Linked DNA regions of Mus musculus: region 2 is linked to region 1. A link is a contact called in public Hi-C data. All regions are on one chromosome and are shown on one strand. The core of a region is the stretch at or near the end of the contact, and the rest is flanking DNA. Distances in the headings are between cores, read along the strand shown.

Region 1 (6,741 bases), core at 30-2,529:
CTCTTGTGTGTGACCCTATATTCCTGACTAGTTTGAAACTATTTATGTAGACTTGACTGGACTCAACTCACACTGTTTCCGACTCTTGCAAACTCTGAATTTAAAAAAGTGTGGGTCTCAAAAGAGTCCGGTCCCCAATGAAGGAGCTAGAGAAAGGACCCAAGGAGATGAAGGGGTTTCCAGCCCTATAGGAGGAATAACAATATGAACTAACCAGTACCCCCAGAGCTCCCAGGGACTAAACCACCAACCAAAGAGTACCCATGGTGGAACTCATGGCTCCAGCTGCATATGTAGCAGAGGATGGCCTAGTTGGTCAGCAATAGGAGGAGAGGCCCTTTGTCCTGTGAAGGTTCTATGCCCCAGTTTAGGGAATGCCAGGGCCAGGAAGCAGGTGTGGGTGGGTTGGTGAGCAGGGGGAGGGGAGAAAGGATAGGGGGTTTTCGGAGGGGAAAGCAAGAAAGGGGACATTTGAAATGTAAATAAAGTAAATATCTAATAAAAAAAGTGTGGGTCACTATGCCTGGTCCCAATTTTCTTTTAGTTATTATTTTGTATAATGTGGTTAAGAGTGCAGGTGCACGTGTGCCGGCCTGAGGACAACTTGTGGAAGTTCGGCTCGCTCATCGGGTCTTGAACTGAGGTTATCATCAGGCTTGGAGGCAAGCTTCTTTACTCTGTGAGCCATCTCATCCACCCTACTTTCCTTTTCGTAATAAACTGTCTTTACTTCGAAAGGCGTGTTTCTCGTCTAATTCTGTGACTAGAGACACAAGTACCTGGATACTTAAGTGGGTGCATTAAGGCTCACAAACCTAACAGGAGCAACACTGGGTGACGTGTGCGCTTTGACAGGTCTGTCCTGTGTCCACACGGGCACAACTCCAGTCGTTGGTCTGGTTGTCAGGCCAGCAGTCTCTAAATCGAGTTGGGGTAAAGCCACTCTTGGGGCAGGAATCGGTAACTGCCCTGCCTGAAGGGGCGTAAACTCAGGGTAAACTGAAGCGCCCGAAGCCGGAGGACACTTAAGTCGAAGAAAACAGCAGTGACATCAGCCGCCCTCCGCAGTCTCTTACGCTCCAGCCCTTGGTTGCAGAGTTCTTTTTCCATCTCTGTGGTCGTCAACTTGTATGAGACGCTGGCGACACTAAATAAATTCTTGCTCTGAACGTCTTCCAAACAGCCCGCGCAGTGGTCGGAACTGGTCCTGCAGCCCCAGGCCGGGAGCGGAAGTGCCGTTGGCGGTGTTACCTTCCGACTCTTCCGGCGCGAGCTCTAGGGTGTGAAGCTCCTTTGTTCCTCAGAGGCGGGGTCCGCCCCTCGGCGGCTGCACTTCCTCGGGCTGTGCGGGCCAGCGCGGCCGGAACCTCCGCTGCGCGCTTGGTTCTCTGTCTTTATTTTCAGGAATTGGCGAGTTCAGGTGAGTGCGAGGTGAAAGCTGTTGAGAGGGCTTTGCCACCTTGTATTTACAAACGCGTGTGTCGTCAGAAATACGGCATCCTCTTCGCACGTCCCTTATTTGTTTCCAACACTTAGTTACATTTGGGTAGAAAGCCATCTCTTTAGTTGTCGGTGTGCTTGTAAACGCGTGTGTACTGGAAAAACAAAAAACAACAAACAAAACCTTAAACCAGTATTCACTCATTGTAGCGGAATTTCTTAGGCCCTACCTACAGGATTCAAAACAAGGACCTGTAGGAGGAATGGGTGGAGACTATTGAAGTATTCGGGTTGATTTATTTCTGCAAAAAATGTTTGGGTGAGTTGTGTTGATGGAAAAAAAAAATAGCTCTGGCCTTAAAGGAAATAAAAGTTGATCCTGAACCAAATAATGACAATGACCAGAAAAATATGTGTTTCCCCAAAATAACATGTTCCATTGTGGAAGTGGTTACATGACTTATTAGTGTTTTTATTTATTTATTTATGGGTGTTTTATTTGGTCATTTCTTGTATATGTGGATAGTTGGTTATGGCAAAGCGACAAAATTCAGCCTATATTCTTGGGCAGCTTGTAGCAATTGGAGAAGCTTAATATTTAATAAAGGAAATAAATATGAGACTGCAAATTGATGAAGACTCAAAGTTGAGGGCTATATTTTTCCTGTCTTTGTATGGTAATAGGTAAAATAAAGAAAAAAATGGCGATTTAATCCAAAAATACTAGATGTTGGAGTTAGTGATGCTGAAGGGAGTGGGAAATAGTCATCTCTCCCTCTTCCTAAAGTATTAGCGAGTGTTGGGACTGCCTTTTTCAGTGTGTCACCTGAGTCTCTTTGGAGATCATTGTTCTTGTTTGTTAGGATTGACAGAGGCAGTATGATAATGAAAGAGAGAGGAGACCTCAGCAGAAGGAGGTTGTCCTTTCCTGGGAAGGTGGAGAGTGTGTGTCGAGGGGCTTGGGGTTTGAGAGGGCAGAAAAGAGACTGGAAATTTCATCTGTATGTTTGTTCTTTGTAGTCTTAGGACGGAGACATGCCAGTAGTTGCTTTATCATATGTTGAGTGTTTTTGTAAGGTTTTCCCTGGCTCCTGACTGCAGATCATGTTCTCTTCAGTGTTGGCTTTCTAGTCAGTATGCTGAGTCAGGAGTTTCTCAGCCCCTCTGATGCCCTTTACTTTAGATTATTAACTCGCCAGTGTAATGTTACACTCGTGTTCCTGAAGAAGTTGGGTCTCGCCGCAGCGCTCTTGCTTGCAATGATAGTGCTTGATGACAGTTCTGTTAGGTCACCTGGAAAATGAGTACTATTTCACTTTGGAGGTGGAAGCAAACTCTGCTGAGAAGCTATTGAAGTAGACACTACAGAATTTATTGGAGTTCAGTAATTACCAGATGTCGAATGTATGGAATCAGTAATTTCACGAGTATTGCTTCTAGGGGGCTAGGTGGTGGTACCAGCAAATCAAGGTTATAGTAAGATGTTAATAGATGCCCTTTAATATTTGGATTTCAGCAAGCAAAGTTGGCCACAGATGGAGAAACAATAGAGATAGATAATCACCCTCCTAGAATTGTTTTTAATATAAAATTTAACCCTAAGCTCCCTATTTTTGTGTATTGTCTCTCTTAGTTGTTTTAACTAGGGATCTATGCGACCATTTTATCAAGCCAACAAGTAGGAATATCTTTGATTTTATTTTACTGTCTCCTATATTAGAAGGTTTAAGGCCAAAATGGAATGCTTTTCTACAGTAAACACTATGACTGTGAGAAATCTAAGCAAGGATAAAGTTCAAGTAAAGCCTGTGTATTGTTTTCTTCTGTATTTATTCATTAGCTTGAGATGTTTCAATTTAGTGGGATTCCCCAGGCATAGCTTTAATCTAAAAGCAAGATTGACTGAACTCATGCATTTTTAACTGATATGTTTTAGCAAGAGCTAAATCATAAAGATACATCCCTGTCCCCTTAATCTGAATCAAGTGGCGATGTATATGACCTGGCATATAAAAGTACCATTTGAGGATTTAAATGAAGAACTTGAAATTGAGAACACTGTTGCTCTCAGTTTGTGTATATTTCAACTCCCTTTAGGTTGATGGTGTCTGTGTAGAGTGGGGGCTTATATAGGCCATTTAAGAACTTGTCTTGTTAAATACCAAGAAGAAAGAATTGTTGGTACCTGGAGATACATGCCATTGCTATTTATTTATAATATTTACTAACTGATTTTATTTACTATTTTTCTTGATACTTAGGGATTGCATATTTTTGTGTATGATGCACTATTTGAGCAGCATTTGTACAAGTGTAATGACCAGATGAGGATAGTTGGCTTGTCTGCAGCCTCAAACATGTTTCTTTTGTGTTAGGAACATTAGAAATCTTTTTTGTCTTTATTTGTAAGGATTTTATTTGTTTTTATTTTTGCATATGAGTGTTTTGCCTACATGTATGTATGAGCATCACATATATTCATGCTTCATTCTTCTCATTCTTTTTCCTTCTTCCTTTTTATTCTTTTGCCTTCTCTTGACAGAGAGCCTGAACCCAGTCTTTTATATACTGAAGCTACATCATCAAAGCTTTGACCATTGTTAACTTTAAAAAAAAATACTTAAATTTACATAATTTTTATGAATCCTGAATAATTAGTCCAAGTCCACGCTTCCTTAAAACAGAAACTAAACACAAAGTAAAGGCATATTTCCTTATAGTTTTTACCCAGCCTGTTCTTCATGGGTAGCTGCACACAGCTCTTGGAGTTTCCTGGTACAGCAGACAGCAGTCATTAGTAACTACTTTCCTTTTAAAGTTTCTTTTTAAATGTTTCTTCTTTTTATTCGTTTTTAAAAAATTGGATATTTACTTACATTTCAAATGTTATCCCCTTTCCTGGTTTCCCCTCTGGGGAAAACCCCCTTTCCCATCTCCCCTTACCTTGCTTCTATGAGAGTGCTCCCTCCCCCAACTTATTCCTCACCACCCTAGCATTCCTCTACATTGGGGCATTAAGCCTTCACAGAACCAAGGGCCTCTCCTCCCATTGATGCCAGATAAGGCCCCTTCAACTCCTTCAGTCCTTCCCCTAACTCCTCCATTTGAGTTTCCTGTGCTCAGTTGATGGTTAGCTGTGAGCATCCGCATCTGTATTGGTCAAGATCTGGTAGAGCCTCTCAGGAGACAGCTGTATCAGGCTCATGTCAGTACTTCTTGGCATCCACAATAGTGTCTGGGTTTGGTGTCTGCATGTGGGATGGATCACCATGTGGCACAGTCTCTGGATGGCCTTTTATTCAGTCTCTACTCCACTCTTTGTCCCAGTATTTCCTTTAGACAGGAGCAATTCTGGGTTAAAAATTTTGAGATGGGTGGGTGGCCCCATCCCTCAAGGGGTGTGTGTGTGCCTAACCTCTGGATATGGTCTTGACGGGTTCTCCCTCTCCTTTGTTGGGTATTTCAGCTAATGTCATCTCTGAGGGGTCCTGGGTGGCTCTTATTTTCCTGGCAGCTGGGGCTTTCTGGTTGCTACCCCCAGTTCCCCATCCCCCATTGCTACACACCTTTATTTAATTTCCTGACCCTCTGTATGTCTCTTCCATCTCTTCCCATACCTGATTCTTCCCCTCTTTTTACCCCCCCTCCTCTCTTCTTCCCAAGTCCTTCCCACCCTCTACCTTGATCTTTTTGTTCTCCCTTCTAAGTAGGACTAAAGCATCCACTCTTTGGTCTTCCTTTCTCTTGAGCTTCATGTGGTCTGTGAGTTATATTGTGGGTTTTCCACGCTCTTTGCCTAATATACACTTATCAGTGAGTACATACCATGTTTGTTCTTTTGTGATTGAGTTACCTCACTCAGGATGATATCTTCTAGATCCATCCATTTGCCTGCGAATTTCTTGAAGTAATTGTTTTTAATAGCTGAGAAGTATTCCATTGTGTCAATATACCAAATTTTCTGTATTCATTCCTCCATTGAGGGACATCTGGGTTGTTTCCAGCTTCTGCCTGTTACAGGAAATATTAAAAATGGCCCCACCCCACGCTATACCCCTATTCTTCCCCTAACCCCCTATCTTCATCTTGCTGCCTCCATGGCTAGCCCCAGACGGTGGTCTTCCCAGCTCCAGTTTGCCTGTCTCAGAGTCCCTTGTACCTCCCTAGCCATCCTCCACCTGCAGCTAGTCGTCACAAATCCCCTTAACCCAGTAAATCAAAACTCTAGAAGCTTATAATTATCAGTCACTTTTATATGTCAATAAATTTTCAATTCACAAGATGCCCACGTAATAATTTTAGAGCCAATTGATAATGATACAAACTGCATATTTAGATTAGACAAGTTATCCCAATTATTCTATTCTTTTATGATATTCATAGCTACCTGTGGCTATTTAAAGCCACATGGAATCTGGATTGTCATTCTCTTCCTCCATTTTCCTCCTTCTCTTTTGTCCTCTCTTTCCCATCTCTAAAAATCTCTGGCCGCCTTCCTTTTCCACTGCCCAATCACAGGCTTCTTGTTGTATTAATGTTTAAATTAATTGGGTGGAAAATTCTGCTACACCTGGCTATTATAAATATGGCTTCTATGAACATATTGGAACATGTTGAAGCATCTTCTGGGTATATGCCTAGGAGTGGGTCCTTAGGTAGTACTATGTCCAAATTTCTGAGGAACTACCAGACTGATAGTAAAGTTTCTTTTATGAATGAGGGTGTCCTTGCATTTGGAGCATAGATATTCAGAATTGAGAGTTCTTCTTGGTAGATTTTCCTTTGATGAGTATGAAGTATCCTTCCTTATCTTTTTTGATAACTTTTGGTTGAAAGTCAATTTTGGTGGCTACTCCAGCTAGTTTCTTGGGACCATTTGTTTGGAAAAATATTTTCTAGCCTTTTACTCTGAGGTGGTGTCTGTCTTTGTCACTGAGGTGCATTTCCTGTATGCAGCAAAATGCTGGGGTCTGTTTATGTATCCAATCTGTTAGTCTATGTCTTTTTATTGGGGAATTGAGTCCATTGATGTTAAGAGATATTAAGGAAAAGTGATTGTTGCTTCCTATTATTTTTGTTGTTAGAGGTGGAATTATATTTGTGTGGCCAATATCTTTTGGGTTTGTTGAAACAAGATTACTTCCTTGCTTTTTCTAGGGTGTAGTTTCCCTCTTTGTGTTGGAGTTTCCATCTATTATCCTTTGTAGGGCTGGATTTGTGGAAAGATACTGCGTAAATTTGTTTTTGTCATGGACTGTCTTGGTTTCTTCATCTATGTTAATTGAAAGTTTTTCCTGGGGT
Region 2 (7,440 bases), core at 2,088-4,587, 2.1 Mb before region 1:
AAATGAAAAAAGGCATGTGTCAGTACAGGGTTTTCATTTCTTTTGCTTTTTTGTCTGGTTTTTGGTTTTTGAGACAAGGTCTCCTATGTTGCGTGAGCTGGCCCAGAACTTGCTCTGTGACAAGGCGGGCTGTGAACTCAGAATGTTCTTGCCTTGGTTTTTCTCAAGGCTGGGATTACAAAAATCCTCCACCACACCTACATCACTAGTTTTTCTTTTTAAAGGATATTTTATCACATTTGAGAGAGGCTTGCGCCATGGCACACCTGTGGCGGACAGAGGACAACTTGTGGAAGTTGGTTCTCTCTTTCTGTATGTGGGTCCCCAACTGACAAACTGAGTTCAATCCTTGGGACCAACATGGTAGAAGGAGAACCAACTCCAAAGGTATACTCTGACCTCTACACACACACACACACACACACACACACACACCATAAATCAATAAATGTAATTTTAAAGGAAAATTTTTTTTTACTCTACAGAGCACAAAGATACCATTATTTGGTTATCCCTGACCACAGAGAAGGTAAGAAATCTGCCCACGTGGTCACTTACTTATACTTAAGTTTTATGTATGAGACAGGCAGTTTCAACCCTCACTAAACCAGACTCACACATGTAGAACTGAGTAATATCAATGGCCACAGAATGCAGTGGGAACAACCCGAAAGTCTGAGGCAGGCTCTGAAATCAGGAAGTTGTCCTAAAACTGCTGTTGTTCACATATGGAACTTTCTCCAAATAATGTTTCTGTCATTAAATTTCAGGAAATAGCAATTGGGTTGTCTGGTCCAGGACAATGGTACAGTCATGTAAAATTAAACAAATATTTCTTTGAAAGCAATATGACAGCCAAGCAGTGGTGGTGAATGCCTTTAATCTCAACACTGTGGATGCAGAAGCAAGCAGATCTTTGAGTTCGAGGCCAGCCTGGTCTACAGAGTGAGTTCCAGGAGAGCTGGAGCTACACAGAAAAACCCTGTCTTGAACCACCACTCCAAAAAAAAAAAAAAAAAAACCCATTATGACAAGGGCTTGTATTGGAGTTTTCAGCTGACGTGAAAGGCACAGGAGTAGTGGTCAGATAGACCTGTGTTCACTTCCTAATGTGACGTCTCAACCGCACACCCTCAGAGAAGCCCTTATGCTCTAGCATCAACTGATCTTGGTGGTGGGAAAATACAGTGCTCTAAGATATGCACTTCCTTAGCCAGTGTTCAGCCACTACAACCATTTAATAAAAGTCAGTTGTAACCCAGTAAAAATAATGCGGAAATAGAAGTGGTGGTGATCATCTAGGTGTGACAGCAAGGTCTTATAGGCACACAATTTCAACTGGGACAACCAAAGGGCAGATCAGAAAGTGTGTGTGTGTGTGTGTGTGTGTGTGTGTGTGTGTGTGCGCGCGCGCGCGCGCACAAGTACCTGTGTATACAGGTGAGTGTGTGTCTTACTGGGTATTGAAAGAGCTACACCCCCAGACCTTATAAATGTTATAATCAGCAAACATGTTTTATAATAACTTGATATATTTCAATACTTTTCAAAAATACCTGAAGGGATTGGAGTGTTCAGTGGTACACATGTACACACATACACTCTGAGCAAGGAGACATCCTATGTATCTGAAAGGCATAAAACTGTACAGTACTGGTAGTAGATTTTTTTCTTCCTGCAAAGAGCCTTTCAATCAAGAAGCTATACCATAGGACCAGTGAGATGGCTTGGCAAACAAAGATGCTTGCTGCCAAGCCTGACCGGACCCACATGGTGCCAGAGAACTGACTCTTGCAAGTTGTCCTCTAACCTCCACACCTTCACTGTGGTACCCATGCCCAACAACATACATGCACTGAAATATTAAAATATTAAAATCTAATCAACTTTTAAAACTATAGCATAAACATAAGTGGGAGGTATAACCACAACCAATATACATAATTTTTAAATCCCTAAACTCTTACAAATAACTTGTAAATGGTTTTCAAAATAAAGTCTCTTGTTCTTAATTCTTATAACATTCTAACCCATCACCAAAGAAAAGACAAAACCCAATCTCAATTATTGCTAATAAGTTACTTCTTGTCTCTTGGAATGTTAGCAAACAGTAATACATTCCATGGTGGTACACACCTGTAATAACAACATTTGGGAACCTGAGGCAAGATATGCTTAAAGATGGCCTAGGATATACAGAAAGTTCCAGGCCTGTTTTGGGCCACATTATAAATTTTTAAAAATAAGAGAAAGGAAGAAAAGATAAAAACCCCACTTTCTCTCCAGTATCTTTCAATTTGTGTGTATAAAGTGAGATGTATGTATATATGTGTACACATTAGACACAATTTGATGTTTAAAGACAATGTGAGATACCAAAAAATAATCTATACGTTTATACAGAAAAATCAAAGGCAAATGCAGACCTTGCTTGGGAGGAGCTGCTGATAAAATCAGCTTAGTCCATCTAAACTGCTGTGGTCTGCAAAGGAAAGAGAAAGGATAACCATTAATCCTATTGCAGGCAGCACTGGAGAGCATCAACATGCTCCCACTTCAGCCGCAGACTGAGCAGCGATTTGACGCTCTGCTCACAAGACCTGTTGAAATGTCACAGGAGAAAGAAGCTCTTACTCCACGTGACTGCTACATGGACTCCTTAAAAATCACTCCCCGCTCAAAGGTGTTTATAGGATCTACCCACGCCGTGTTAGCGGTTTGTTTGAATGCAAGCCTCCTTTCTAATTAAGAGATCATCCTACATCTCCCGAACCATTACATGGCATTGAGCGTTAGTCCTGTTGACCAAGCATAGCCAATGCATTTATACATCCGAGATTAATTTCTGGGATATTTCTTACCTGATGCCAACAAGTGGGCTTTGACTCGCCTTGCTACGAACCCACTATCCACAGACTTCCCTCCGGATGAGAATCCAGTGCTGGAACAGAAGTAACAGCCGTGCAAGGAAAAACAACACTTAACACCACTAGTACCTCTTGGTCTTGTTTGTGTTCGAAGTTTTCCACGTTCCCAAGCAGACAGAATCCTGCCAAGCAGCAACACAAGCTCCGCGGAGGTGAAGTGAGTCCCAAGATCCCCTGCACCCTCTTGTCATCCCCCAGAGACAAGCAGGGGAGACGACATGGATCCCTCGGAAGCCACAAGTGACAAGAGAGAAAAACTCCAAGTCCGGATGCTCACAGAGAGGATGAAACCACCAGGGAGACTGTAAGAGGGGTGAGGCTGCAAGACAACAGCCTGCGGAAGACACCTCCCCACTCCAGCCTGAATCCAAACCGCCTTCGCCCTGTTGTCATAGCATTTTACAACGGAGGCTACTGCGCAAGTCAGACGCGGGACCGCAGGGCTTGCTGGGTGTTGTAGTCCGAGCGGCTGAGCGCGAGCTGTGGGGATGATTTCCCGTGTCGCCCGTATGGAGTAGAGTGGCTACGGGGCGGGGTAGGGCTGGGCGCCTCAGAACCACCTAAGCAGGCCTGTCCCTCAGGGTATCGGCGGCGGAAGTCCCGCCCCTGTGGGGGTTCTCGTGCCACAGACCACGCCCTCCTGTGCTTAGGTGTTATCCTAGTGTCTAGGCCTGAGCATGTAAATGGTTTACCTGTTTGAATCCGTTTTCTTTCTTTCCTTGGCCTAACTGCTGTAGCCAAGATTTCAAGCACCGTATTGAATAACAGTGAAGTGTAGACCCCCTTGTTTCATTACTTGTTTAGAAAACATATCTACAGTTTCTCCCATGTAGTATATATAGGTTATAGGTTAATTTATATAGTCTAGATGGCTAATCTTTGTTGTCAACCTGATACACCTAGAAAGAGGTGACCTCAACTGAAAATTCCCTCCGTTTAGTTAACCGGTTGGCAAGTCTGAGAGCATTTTCTTGATTGCTTAGTGATGTGGGAGAGCCCAGCCCACTGTGGGCTAGGCTGATGGGTCTGGGCATATAAGAAAGAGAACCAGAGAGCAGCTGTCCTCCACAGTACCCACTTCAGCCACTGCCCTGTTTGGGTTCCAGAATTGACTTCCTAACCAGTGGACTGTAACCTGTAAGATGAAAAAGGCACAATATGTTCTCCACGCCATTTTTGGTCATGGTACTTATCAAAGCATCAGAAAGCAAGCTGCTGCAGCTCCGTGGCGTTGGGGTATGGCCACTATTTTCTTCAGGCCTTTTATCATAATAGAATATTAAATTTTGTCAAAGGCCTTTTCAGTGTGTACTGAGACGACCATGCGATTTCTCTCCCCGAATCTTTCTGTATTGAATTACATTTATTGTTGGACTGTCCTGGCATGCCTCGAATGAAGCAGAGTTTGTTCACCCTATATTTTTTATTTTTTTTAGAAATATGATATTAAATTATGTGTATTTCTGGGAAATTTCTACATAATAGTTTTTTTGTTGTTGTTGTTTGGTTTTGTTATTTTGTTTTTTTTTTTGTTTGTTTGTTTGTTTTTTTAGTTTGGTTTTGGTCTTGGTTGGTTGATTGCTGTGCTCTTACCAAGTTTTTGGTATCAGAATGAAGTTAGCGTTATAAGATGAATTTGCAAGTGTTCTTTCCAGTTCTATTTCATGAGGAAATTTGTTTCTTTTATTTATTATATCTGTGCATATGAGGGTTTGGCCTGCATGAATGTAAATGCACCATGTGCATGCCTTGTGCTTACAGAGGGCAGCCCAGTGCTTCTGGAGAGCAGAAAAGAACACTATATTCCCTTGAACTTGAGTTACAGACCACTGTGCACCTACACACACATGCTGAGAATGGAACTCAGGTCTTACGGAAGAGCTTTATTTGCTATTAACCATGGAGACATCTCTCCAGCCACCTATTTTATGGGAATTTTATTTTATGTTAATTTTTAACATCTGATTGAATGACAGAGTGTGCTCCTCTAGTTTGGAGGTTTGTTTATTCCAGAGACTGCTCCTGCTCCCATGCCCTTGCCTATTACTGGTCAGCTCCAGCTGTGTACAACTCCAGCTGTGTACACCCTCCTGATGGAACTTTGATCATGTGATTCTAGAGAAGTCTCCTTTTCTTCTCGATTTTCTAATTTGGGATCCACTTTTTAAACATGACACTGATGATCCCTCTGAATTTCACGAGTATCCATGTGGCATCCAGTTTTCATCTCCACTCGCAAATAATTTAGAGAGGTCTCCTCTTTCTTTTGCTTAGTTTGGCTGAAAGTGTCTAGTTTTGTCTTTGCTAAGATTCAGCTCTTCCATGGACAATTATTATTCTTTTTTTCTAATATATTTTTATTACTTGAGAATTTCATACAATGTATTTTTAAATTATTTTTATTTTAAGCATATTTGGATTTTGAATAAGAACTAATCAAGCTTGATAACTGTCTTAATTAGGGTTTTACTGCTGTGAACAGACACCATGACCAAAGCAACTCTTATAAGGACAACATTTAATTGGAGCTGGCTTACAGGTTCAGAGGTTTAATCCATTATCATCAAGGCAGAACTTAGCAGCATCCAGGCAGGCATGGTGCAGGTGAAGCTAAGAGTTCTACATCTTCATCTGAAGGCTGCTAGCAGAATACTGGTTTCCAGGCAGTTAGGATGAGGGTGTTAAAGCCCACACCCACAGTGACACACCTACTCCAAAAAGGCCACACCAACTCCAACAGGGCCACACCTTTTAATAATGCCACTCCATGAGCTGAGTATATACAAACCATCACATTTCACTCTGTGGCCCCCATAGGCTTCTTCAAACATATGTGTCCATTGTGGCCATACCTAAACATAGCAAAATGCAAAATACATTTAGTCGAACTTCCAAAGTCCCTATAGTCTATAGCAGTCTCAACAATGTTAAAAGTCCAAAGTTCAAGGTCTCTTCTAAGATTTATCCAATCACTTTACTGTAATCCCTAAATCAAGACAGGAAACTTTCCAGCTGGGCAAACTCCAAACTGCATCTCCACGGCTGATGTCAAAGCGGTCTTCAGATCTCCAACTCCCTTTTCATCTTTGTTGCCTGCAACAAACTTCTTTCTTCTGGCCTGGTTCCACTCCCTGTTAGCAGCTTTCTTCAGGAGATAGACTTCAATGTTACAGCTTCTTGTTTCAATGTCTAGATCCACACATGATCTTCTGGGTTCCTCCAAAGGGCTGGCATCACTTCTCCAGCTCTGCCCTCTGAAGCACTCTAAGCTCAGGTTGATTCACTCCATTGCCACTGCTGTTCTTGGTGACCATCTATGGTACTGGAATTTACAATACAATGGGGTCTTCCACTGCAACTAGGCTTCACCAATAGCCTCTTATGGGCTCTCTTCATGGAGCCAAGCCTCAACTCCTTTGCATGATCCCTTCAGTCCTGGACCATCAACTGCAACTGAGGCTGCACCTTCACCAATGACCTTCCATGGCCTTTCACAGAGCTGAGCCTCAGCTGCTCTTCATGACTCCTTTAATACCATATATTTTATATTTTTTCCTTTCTAATTTTGTTATGCTTGTTCACAGTGGTTCATACCCATAATCCCAGCACTTGGGAGGCTGATGTAAAAGGAGCATGAGTTTGAGAGCAGCCTGGGCTGTATAATAGGATGTAGAACCGGGGGAAAGAGGCAGAGGTCGCTCAGTCGGTGACATGCTTGCCATTCTGTTACGTGAAATATAAAAAAGCACCAACCCACGCTAATGCCAGCTACTCTCTGGCCCCAGCGGTCTCTCTGGCCCTGGCGGCTAGCCTCATGTAGCGACTGCCCATCTAGCTGTCACAAATCCCAGGAACCAGGTAAAATCAAAACTCTAGAGGCTTGTAATTTATCAGTCAGATTTAAATTAGCAAATTCTCAACCCACAAACTGCTCGCACAATGAACTCAAAACTCAATTGCTATAAACACAAGCTACACACCTAGACGGGTCAGACACACCCTACTTATTACTTAATCACCTAAGAAATCCCCAATACTTGTGGCTTCCAGGACCACGAGTTTCTGGTTCCTCTTCCTCTCCTATAGGTCTCATCTTTATGAGGAATAACCTCATAAACTTAGGAAGTTTACCCGTACAACCCCCTATCCAAATTCCCATAATGGGGGCTGACTTCCAATGCTCTCGCCTCTTCCTGTTGGTGCACATCTGCTATCCCATCCTGTGGGGAGTGGAAGCAGGAGGAGAAGAGGTTCATGGCCATCCTCTGCTATGTGAAGGGTTCAGGCTAGCCTAGACTACATGGGAACTTGTCTGGAAACACAAAAATGAAATAAAATACAAACAATAAAGACTTTCCCACTAGTTTTGTTTTTGTTTTCGACTTTCCCACTAGTAAGAATATCTTCTAGACACTACATTTGCTGACTAAATTTGAGTGTCTCACAAAGCACTTGACATGGCTGGCGTAGGCAGGTTCTGCCTGTGGCTAGATCGACTTCCAGAAAGCAGTTC

Evidence for each region. Hi-C and Micro-C count contacts between places; a contact is called where the count stands out from the background.
Region 2: a contact with region 1 is called in a Hi-C map of CD4 T cells, with 5 times the contacts expected there. The contact joins the promoter of Bbs9 here to the promoter of Zfp560 in region 1. A contact is called at or near these places in 2 of 39 promoter capture datasets (liver and pre-B cells) and 1 of 484 Hi-C or Micro-C datasets (CD4 T cells).

Annotation. Positions count from the first base shown.
Region 1 is chr9:20,379,696-20,386,436 of GRCm38.p6, reverse strand. Zfp560 (zinc finger protein 560) reads left to right here and starts at 1,279. Exons shown (of 7, transcript NM_001004190.3): 1 at 1,279-1,420.
Region 2 is chr9:22,471,612-22,479,051 of GRCm38.p6, reverse strand. Bbs9 (Bardet-Biedl syndrome 9 (human)) reads right to left here and starts at 3,337. Exons shown (of 23, transcript NM_001360259.1): 1 at 2,997-3,337.